2 separate regions of the Mus musculus genome follow, and region 1 is linked to region 2. The links are chromatin contacts, called in public promoter capture Hi-C maps. All regions are on one chromosome and are shown on one strand. The core of a region is the stretch at or near the end of the contact, and the rest is flanking DNA. Distances in the headings are between cores, read along the strand shown. Region 1 has its middle 45 kb from the start of Commd7. Region 2 holds the start of Tspyl3 (TSPY-like 3).

The links. Promoter capture Hi-C pulls out the DNA fragments that hold promoters and counts their contacts.
Region 1: a promoter capture Hi-C map of embryonic stem cells shows a contact between it and region 2, with 3 times the contacts expected there. The contact joins the enhancer-like site here to the promoter of Tspyl3 in region 2. A contact is called at or near these places in 13 of 39 promoter capture datasets (the 3T3-L1 cell line, the HPC-7 cell line, embryonic stem cells and 6 more), 7 of 484 Hi-C or Micro-C datasets (the G1E-ER4 cell line and embryonic stem cells), 6 of 115 datasets of contacts at active chromatin or transcription factors (DN3 thymocytes, craniofacial prominence, embryonic basal ganglia and 3 more) and 3 of 9 other capture datasets (adipose tissue, embryonic stem cells and liver).

Annotation. Positions count from the first base shown.
Region 1 is chr2:153,585,298-153,590,463 of GRCm38.p6, forward strand. No RefSeq gene overlaps it. Among named protein-coding and RNA genes, the nearest start is that of Commd7, 45 kb to the right of the region's middle. Within about 2 kb of position 1,439, at least 54 of the 459 cell types and tissues checked have an H3K27ac peak or open chromatin away from gene starts, as enhancers often do. A contact at or near this core is called in the G1E-ER4 cell line, the HPC-7 cell line, embryonic stem cells and 1 more, where this site is marked.
Region 2 is chr2:153,222,372-153,226,889 of GRCm38.p6, forward strand. It overlaps Tspyl3 (TSPY-like 3), which reads right to left and starts at 3,070. Exons shown (of 1, transcript NM_198617.2): 1 at 1-3,070. The coding sequence starts at 2,945. The coding sequence ends at 1,941.

The DNA.
Region 1 (5,166 bases), core at 189-2,688, 360 kb after region 2:
GATCGAAGGTGTGCGCCACCACGCCCAGCTAAGGTTCAACTCTTAACACACAGTTCTGTTTAACTCGAATTCCAGGGAGACCCAATGCCCTGTTCTGATCAGCACACCAGACATGAGCATACATGCAGGAAGACCACTCATACACGTAAAATTCAATAAAATATTTCAAAGGATAAAATTTAGTTTGTTTTTTTTTTTTTTTAATTAAAAAGGTGACTGGCAGGATGGTGGCAGCATATGCCTCTAATCCCAACACTCCGGAGGCAGAAACAGGCAGATTTCTGAGCTGGAGACCAGCTTGGTCTACAGAGCAAATTCCAGGACACCCAGGGCTGACACAGGGAATCCTTGTCTCAAAAAACTAAAGACAAAATAGAGTGATTAGAGATGCTGAGTGGGGTGCTCATGAAGGGACTCTCCTGTGGAATGGGCTGCCGGATACAGAATTCAGCATTAGGCTTCACAAAGGAGACCAAGATGAACTTGGGACTCATTACTTCTCAGGGGACCCCAGTCTGGAATCAGAGAAAAAACAGTCACACATCTGGAGCTATGGGTCCAGGGTAGAGTGCTGGCTTGACATGTAGAAGGCCCTAGGCTCATCCCTAGCACCACAAAAGTGAACAAATTTAACTAAAAAGGAAAAGAAAAAAAAAATCCAGTGTAGAGACACACGATTATAATCTCAGCATCTGGTCGGCAGAGGCAAGGGGATAGGGGCTTCAGACCAGCCTTAGCTCCTTAGTAAGCTGAAGGCCAGTCTGAGCTGTAGTGACTCTGTCTCGACCCTCACCCAATGAAAGAACGCAGGCACAGGGAGGCTCTGGTGTCTCTATGCAAAGGCCTGAGTAGGAAGCGCTGCTGGTTTTGGAGGTCAGCTGCAAAACAGAAGGAAGGCAACTTTCTGACCTTGTTGGAGGGGGAAGCTGCTTTGTGGGTTCTGGGGGACACGGGCCTGATCACTCTAAGAAGCTCACAGACATCTGGAATTTCAGATACTGTGGTTTCAAGGACGGCAGGGTCCACAAATCCATTCATGTCTTTGAAGGGCTATGTTATCCCTCTTCATGGCCAGGCATACAGCTAGGATGAGAGCTTTTGCTGCTAAGTAACTCTGTGACGGAAGGAATACTGAGCCATCATGAGACCCAGACGCGTGAAACCCGTGGCTGAGAAACTCAGGACTACTGTCTGCCCTGACCCTGGGACCTTAGGCTACTTATCAAAGCTAGCAGGGATCTAGCCTCAAGAGTACGCCCCTATCCCACTATCCTCACTACAGGGAGGAGCGGGCACAAAGGTCCTAAGCAGGTGGCGCTACACGGAAGCCTATACTAGCAAAACCCGCAGCTCCTGGAAAACATCGGGTTGCCTCAGCGTCCCTGGGGGCCCCTTACCGGGAGCTCAGCCAAATGCTGGTCTATAGCACCCTCTGGTGGTAGTTTGGGGAAGTGGTGCACACAGAACCCACTGTTTGTTTAAGGTTGGGTGGGGCAGGTCATTATTGGAAGAGCGAACTACCCTTCCCAGACAAGAGAAAACAGGCCTAGAAGGGCAGTGGCTGCAGGGTCAATACTGACTCAAAACTGGAACCAGAACGCCTCTGTACCAAGTGACTTTACGTGGGGCTCTCCAAACACTCTACAGGCTGGGAGGTACGCAGTTACCAGAATGCTTGCTTAGCATGCACCAGTGTCTGAGTTCAGTCCCCAGAACTGCATAAAACTGGATATGGCTGGCGTGCACCTGCAATCCCAGCTCTTGGGAGGCGGAAGTTGAAGAATCAGAACGTCAAGGTCATTGACAACCACATCCAGAGGCCAACCTGGGGGAAAGGAGGGAGGTAGAGAGGAAAGGGGAGAAATGTAGAAAATGTTTAGAAATAAAATTAACAGAAGTAAGACTTTATACCCTGAAAACTATAAAACATTGCTTAAAATGTTTAAATAACCAAAATCAATGAAATATCTGTATTCTTGAGTCTGAGGACCAATTTTTTTTCCTTTTTTTTTTTTTTTTTTTTTGTTTTTTTGTTTTTTTCGAGACAGGGTTTTTCTGTATAGCCCTGGCTGTCCTGGAACTCACTCTGTAGACCAGGCTGGCCTCGAACTCAGAAATCCGCCTGCCTCTGCCTCCCAGGCTCTGTGTATGGCAAGGCAAATGGATTAATCCTGAGATTTGTTCAGCCTGAACCTTAGTCTCTTATAGAGATGAACAAGTTAGTGGTAAGATTCACACAGAGACTAGAGAGACTTAGAATGATAATCTTTAAAAAGGAACAACACTTGGGAGTGGAGAGATGGCTCAGTGGTTAGGAGCACTGATTACTCTTCCAGAGGACTGGGGTTCAAATCCCAACACACACATGACAGCTCAGAATTATTTGTAACTTGAAGATCTGAGAAGATAGGAAAAAAAAAGAACAAACGAAAGAAGAAACACTTTTGGGGCTACTACACTTCCCATTGCAAAAGTTCTCAGATCACTGTCACAGTCAGAAGAGACAAGGGTAGAGAGGAGTAAAACAGCACTGAGAGTCCAAGGATAGACCTTCACATCTGACACAGCACTGAGAGTCCAAGGTTAGACCTTCACATCTGACACAGCACTGAGAGTCCAAGGATAGACCTTCACATTGAGGTCAGCCTCTCAACAAAGGCAGCAAGCCAGCTTAATAAGGACAGGACAACCTTCTCAACAAATATGGCAGCAGACACTTGTCACATGGTAGCAGACCCCTATCTCACACTACACAAACATTAACTGATGACAAACTGTAGGCCTAAATGTGAAGCCCAAACTGTACAACTGTCAGAGGAGGACATTCTGAGTATGAGAGGCCATGCTTGTAACTCCATCACTTGAGAGGCTGAGGCAGGAGAATCAAGAGTTTGTTCACATGGCAAGACCCTATTTCAAGAAAGAAAGAAGAATCAAGAGAAAGGAGCCATACATTCACATATACAGTCATGTGGCCCATTCACTCATTCACCCACACATGCACTCATGTGGCTCATTCATTCATTCACAGGTACACTCATGTGACTCATTCATTCATTCATTCATTCACATGTACACTTATATGACTGTTCACAGCAGCATTATTCATAGTTTTAAAAAAAATCAAGGGTCTCCCAAGCTGCTGGAGAGATGGCTTATCAGGCACTTGCTCTTCCAGAAGACATGGGTTTGATATGCAGCACCCACATGGTAGCTCACAACCACCCATAGCTCCAGTTACAGGGCTCCAACTCCCTTCTAACCTCTTAGGCGCACCAGGAATACACATGGTGCAGAGAAATACATGCAGGCAAAAGACACACATACAGTGACAATTTTAAATGAAAAAAAAAAAAAAAAGATCTCCTTCAAATGAAGGCTGGAGAAAGAGTGGGTGTCAGAAATTGAACTCAGCTCCTCTGCAAGAACGATATGCACTGGTAACTGCCACACCATCTTTCCAGGCCCTCTTCTTTATTTTATTTTATTTTATTTTATTTATTTATTTTGGTTTTTCGAGACAGGGTTTCTCTGTATAGCCCTGACTGTCCTGGAACTCACTTTGTAGACCAGGCTGGCCTCGAACTCAGAAATCCGCCTGCCTCTGCCTCCCAAGTGCTGGGATTAAAGGCGTGTGCCACCACGCCTGGCTTTTATTTTATTTTATCTTCTTTTAAAGATTTATTTATTTTATTTTATTATATGTGATTACGCTGTAGCTGTCTTGTCACTCCAGAAAAGGGCGTCAGATCTTGTTATGGATGGTTGTGAGCCACCATGTGGTTGCTGGGATTTGAGCTCAAGACCTTCGGAAGAGCAGTCGGTGCTCTTAATCGCTGAGCCATCTCACCAGCCCCTTATTTTATTTTTTAAGTCTGTCTTTTGACCTATAACTTTACTTCTAGAAAATTCTATGAGGAATCTTTCAAGTGTGACAGAACATAATATAAATATTTTAATAACAACATAGTTCGCTACAGCAAAAAAAAAAAAAAAAAAAAAAAAAAAAATTAAAATACCCTGTACCTGTGGGTAGGTTTATCCACCTCACTGTGGAACAATGACATCATCAAAAATGATGAACGATTAAAAAATAATAATGAAAAAATAAATTTAAAAGACAGAGGTGGGGCTGGTGAGATGGCTCAGCAGGTAAGAGCACCGACTGCTCTACTAAAGGTCTGAAGTTCAAATCCCAGCAACCACATGGTGGCTCACAACCACCCGTAATGAGATCTGACGCCTTCTTCTGGTGTGTTTGAAGTCAGTGTACTTATGTATAATAATAAATATTTGGGCCAGAGCAAGCAGGGACTGAGCAAGCAGGGTTGACTGAAGTGCAATGGTCCTAAAAATTCAATTCCCAGCAACCACATAGTGGCTCCCAACCATCTGTAATGGGATAGGATGCCCTATTCTGGTGTGTCTGAAGACAGCTACAGTGTAGGCATATAAATAAAATAAATCTTTAAAAAAAAAAAAAAGTCGGAGGCACTGAGTATCATTTGATAGTAGAGCTTCCCCCGACCCCCAGCATGTCTGAAGCCATGGGCTCAAGCCCTAGGATGACAAAAGTAAATGGAGGGGGTTGAGGCTGTGTCTTACCCTCAATCAGGACAGCCTGGTACCATCCCCAGCACAGCCTAAACTAGCTCTCCTGGCTCATGCCTATGACCTTAGCACTCAGGGGTGGAGGCAGGAGGATTGCAGCTCAAGGTTATCTCTGTCAACATAGTAAGTTTGAGGCCAGCCTGAATACATGTGATTCTGTGTCAAGAGAGAGAGTCTCAGCACTTGGGACTCACGTAGGTCATGTTGGTCTTAACTCCCTATGCAATGGAGAATGACCCTGAACTCCTGGTCCTCTTGGATTAGAGGCAAGGGCCACCATAACCAGTTTTCATGTCAGATTTTTAAAGGTGTGTGTGTGTGTGTTTGTGTCTGTATGAGTGTGTGAGTGTGCACAGGAATATAGAGCCCAGAGAATAACCTCAAATGCCATCTTCAGAAATATCATCAACCTCCTCTGAGGACTGGAGATTGGAGTGACCATCTCCCACCCTTTTTCAAGACAGAGTCAAGGTAGCCTTGATTCCACCTAGAACTCACTGTGTAAAACAGGCTGGCTTCATAGAGACCCGCCTTCTTCTCCCTGCTCCGCACTGA
Region 2 (4,518 bases), core at 1,820-4,319:
ATTTTTCTGCCAGATCAGAAGGTTTTTATTCTTTATCATAAATGTCAGAGATAAACCCTCTTCTGACTGCACAAAGAACATTTCTCCATGTGGAAACAGATCAGTTGGAATAGGGCTCAGGAGGTCAGAAGCATCAAGACCATCCATTTCAGGGTTACCTCTAGGGGTTACTCACACAGAATACAGTAACAATGTCCAGCCTTAAGTCCTGCAAAATCACAGGATTCAAACTCTGGTTGTAAGATAAAATTATAGTGCCAGGCTACAACTTAATAACAACAGTAAACAGTCACAAATGCCCAAGCGGTACAGAGCAGTTATAAGGTGCAAAGCTACCTTGCAAATGTCCTCAACTCAACCTGAGCAGGCCTGTGTGCTCAGTTTTTCAGCAATGGCAGAGAAGTTGATGATGCATGGGTCTTACTCAACAGGCACAAAATGGAAACCACGTTAACTTCCTGCTCACATAAGCTCATTACTGGACCAGAAAAGAGTCAAGACATGGCAATATTATGTTTCTCTTCTAATTTACAAAATATATTGGTGAATCAAAAGAAAGGGAGATGAGGGTTCTCCATCTCCATTATTTTATGCCCCCATGTCCTAGGGAGCAGAGAGCAAGGCCTTTCGTGAGATGACAACCTGGGGGGAACTCGGAGGGCAGGGCAGTTTAGCCTTTTATCTATAGGAACCCACAAGGGGTAGAGGGGCAGAGGAGGAGGGGAGACTAAAGTTTCTTTAAAAGAACACAGTGTAAAATGAAGTGATTAACCATCCCTGCCCCAGCCCGACACTGGGTACTCTGGATATTCTAAGCCTCGCTAGAGAAACCAGAGCAAAGTGGGCAGAGAACACCAGCAGTTCAGAGTTTAGTCTTCCTCACTGGAGACAGGCAAATTCAAGAACCGGTCTCCTTAGCTATTTGGGGAAACAAATAGCATCTTCAGATATGTTTCAGCGTTGTTCCATTAAAAGCCATGTGATATCTCTGCCAGTGGAAGCAAGCCCCATGGCCAGAAGCCTCCCTTCTCCAGGACCTACAACCTGGCAGCTTAAAAACAGGTAGGTGTAGGAGAAGCTGACAAGAGGTCTGGGTTCTGTGTAGGTCTTGGAATGAGGCTTCTTAAAGGACTACCAACCTTGCTCCTGCCTTGAGCACACACCCAGATATGCCAGCCTACTATAATCTCTATGGTAGTAGGAGCGCTCACGACATTGACAGGTGACCCTTCCAGACCTGACAGCAGGCAACAAGGATGATGGTAGACAAGGTAGAACTCCTCAGAAAGCCAATGGCCAGGCATGGGTAGGGTACAACACGGGTCTTCACAAGCCAACACCAGGCTATAGGAGGGGCACGCATAGGATGAAGAGAGCAGCATGGTCAGGAATAGTGTACTTCTGGCCTTAGGCCCCGCCCATGTCTCTTCACCTGGCTGTCCAGGCTGCAGATCCTCAATAGTCCAGTCGGTAGGAGCTGCTCTGTCTGCGGTCTTGGAGCCATGGGGTATCCAAGTCTGGTTGCCCATCAGGACCAAATGCACCCGCTTCATCTTAGGTGTCACACCTCAGTTTGGGACAGTCAGCACTTGTCAAACTTTGAAGAGCTAGGCCTCCAACAGGAGCTGGTCCTTGTGAAGCCTTGTCAGTCGTGGTGGCAAGTAAGTGAAAGGCCATGTTTTACATGTGGTCCAGGCCAAAGCCATGATGACAGTATACATCCATAACATTGGGTGCCTGCTATAAGTACAGTGGCGTATGAGAAGTACATGACATAGAACAGCGTGAAGATCACAGCCTTGGCCCCGAGTCCACCAAACACGCTAAGGATTCAGAAGTCACAGAGGAGAAGGCAGACAGTAGAGCACTGGCCTAGACATAGGCAGGTTGGCAGGGAGAGAGCAGGAGTCCTATGTAAGCACCAAGTATCAGAGCAGGACTTAGCCAGACTGGAACCCATAGGGCCTTGGCCGAGCCTCTGCTGACCACCTTGCAAGGCTTCGTCTAGCTCTGTAGGGCCTTTGCCCCAGCAAGTAGTATTGCAAAGGGTTGGGCCACAGGTCATCTTTAATGATCTGGGCCACCCTGTCAGCTTCTAGGAGGCTATGCTGTGAAAACCAGCTGAAGAAGCTTCGCACGGCATCCCGGTTCCTGTGCACCAAGGCAGGAGGTTCCTGGCCTCGGTGCCAGAGGATGCGAGTAGCAATGGACACCACACCGCCTGAGGCTCTGCACTCATACTCCTTCACTATCACCTCATTTCGGAAGTAAGGGTTGCTCTCAAACAGGAACTTGAACTTGCAACCTGTTCTGGAGTGCCTGAGCTCCCTCACCTCCAAATTCATCAGGTAGCCAAGCATGTCTTCATCCCTAGGGCTGATCATAGCTGATAGCTGTGGGTGGTTCAGGAAGGCAGTGACCCAAAAGCCTGGAATATTTTGAATGATGAAGCTCCTACGGGCTAGGTGCAACCGACGCATCCTCCCAAACCTGCGCACCAGCTGCAGGTGGGCCCCATCCGCCTGGGCACTCATGGCCTCTAACTCCCACTGGATGGCCTCTAGAGGGTCCACGATAAGAGCCCTGAGGTCCAGAGGCCTCAGGCTCTCCTGGGCTTCCGCGACCCACTCCAGCTTCTCCCCCACCTCCGCAGGCTCCTCCGCGGCTACAGAGTCTTCCTCAGTCGTCACTTCCTCAGTCTTTCCTTTGGTCCCCACCCCATTACCCGAGCCCTTCTCGCAGCCATCCAGGTTCAGAACGCGGGAGGCAGAGTTCTCTCCAGTGTTTTCTGAGGAAGGCGGTGCGGTTGCAGGGCTGGCTGCGGGGTTGCAGGGCCTAAGCGGCTCAGCTCCGGGGACACGGGGCCGGGCCGGGTGTGCATCCCGCTCTTGTATGGGCGGCAGGCACATGGTCGCCTCCAGAACCCCGATCCCCTCCCACGCCATCACCTACTGAGTGTCTGGCTGGAGCGGCCAGGAGAGCACCCGCAGGATTGTGGTATGTCGCGGCAGTAGAGATGCAGGCGGCAGGCAGGGTCTCCTCTCTGGGGCGAGCTCCGCCCCTTGCACCCCCCTGCCGGATGTGACTTGCTAGAGTCACTCCACTGCAGGAGACAGGGAAGATGAGACCACCTGAGTCAAACAGAACTGGTTCCAGGTTAGAAGGGCAGGTGATGAAAAAAAAAAATGCTGGGCTGGTATAGACTAGGAAAAGAGCAGGCATTAGGAGTCAGGCCCAACTCAGCAGATGTGGTTGTAACCTTGCATCAAAGCCAGCACAACACGGGAGGGTTGTTTTCCTTCCCTGGCTCTTTGCAGCTTTAGGGCTGGCAGATAGGACACGTGCAGTCTTGTCAGGATGTATTATCCTGGCATAGGCAGAGGGCTTACCAGATTCAAACTGGGAACTAAAGATAAACGTAACTGTCAGGCAATGAAGCTGCTGGGAAAGCCCTAGAAAGATGAGAGGCCAGGAACAATCTAAAGTTGCTCCATTGTATTGACCTGTGAACATTTATGGAGTGCTTTCATGGTTGCTAATTGATATAGGATGGCACAGCCCCACTGTGGGTAGTGCCATCCCTTGTCCGATGGCCTGGGCTGTGTAGGAAAGGTAGCTGAAGGCTGTGAGGAGCAGAGGAAGCCCTGATGAAATGTTTATTACTGATAAGGATCAATGCCTCAGACTTACAAACTGCCAAAGCCTTCCTCTGGTTCTGTGTTCCCGGGAATGCTGGTAAGTGGACAGAAAGCATTAATTACAGCTTGTACCCCTCCCCCCCAGATGTTTACAGCTTGAGACTGCTTGCCCAGAGAGACTATCAACACTAACCCTTCCTTCTCACGCCATACCTAATAAAATGCCATACCTAATAAAATGCACGGAGGTTCCAATTGCTGCAGCTGGCTTGGCTTCAGCAGAGGGTGTGCCACACTAATCCTAGTTTTTCATGCACATATCTGTCCTTTCTTCACTCTCATCCCCTTGTCCAGTTTCCAGAACCAAGTCCCCAATGATAAATTGTAACCTGTATGATGAAATAAACCCTCTCACTCCCAAGCTGGTTTTGGTTACTATTTTAACTAAGCAAACTAGGACAGGGACACTCTCCTTGTTTTGTTTCATTTTAAAAGAGGTCCTCTCATCAGGGCCTGTGTCTGGGATAGCCCCAGAGCTAGGATGTAACTGCCCCTGCACTCCACAATCCAAGTGTGGCAACATTCCTGTAGTCTCAGCCCTCAAACTTGTGTAGGTCAGTACCTGGAAAGTATAATTCTGCCTAAATGTTCCTGCCTTTCTCATCAAAAGATACCACAGCTCCCTCATCTGAAACCCCTAGACCTCTCATATGACATCCACTATCTAGAGTATAAAGTAGAAAACTCTAACTGGGATTCTGACCCACTGTGGTGGACAGTGGACATTTATCAAGGGGGAGGGTGAAATAAAAGATCAGCCCTCTGCCTTTGGGTACCAAACACCTGCACACTGATTCTTTCTGGCCCCACAGTCTCTAGG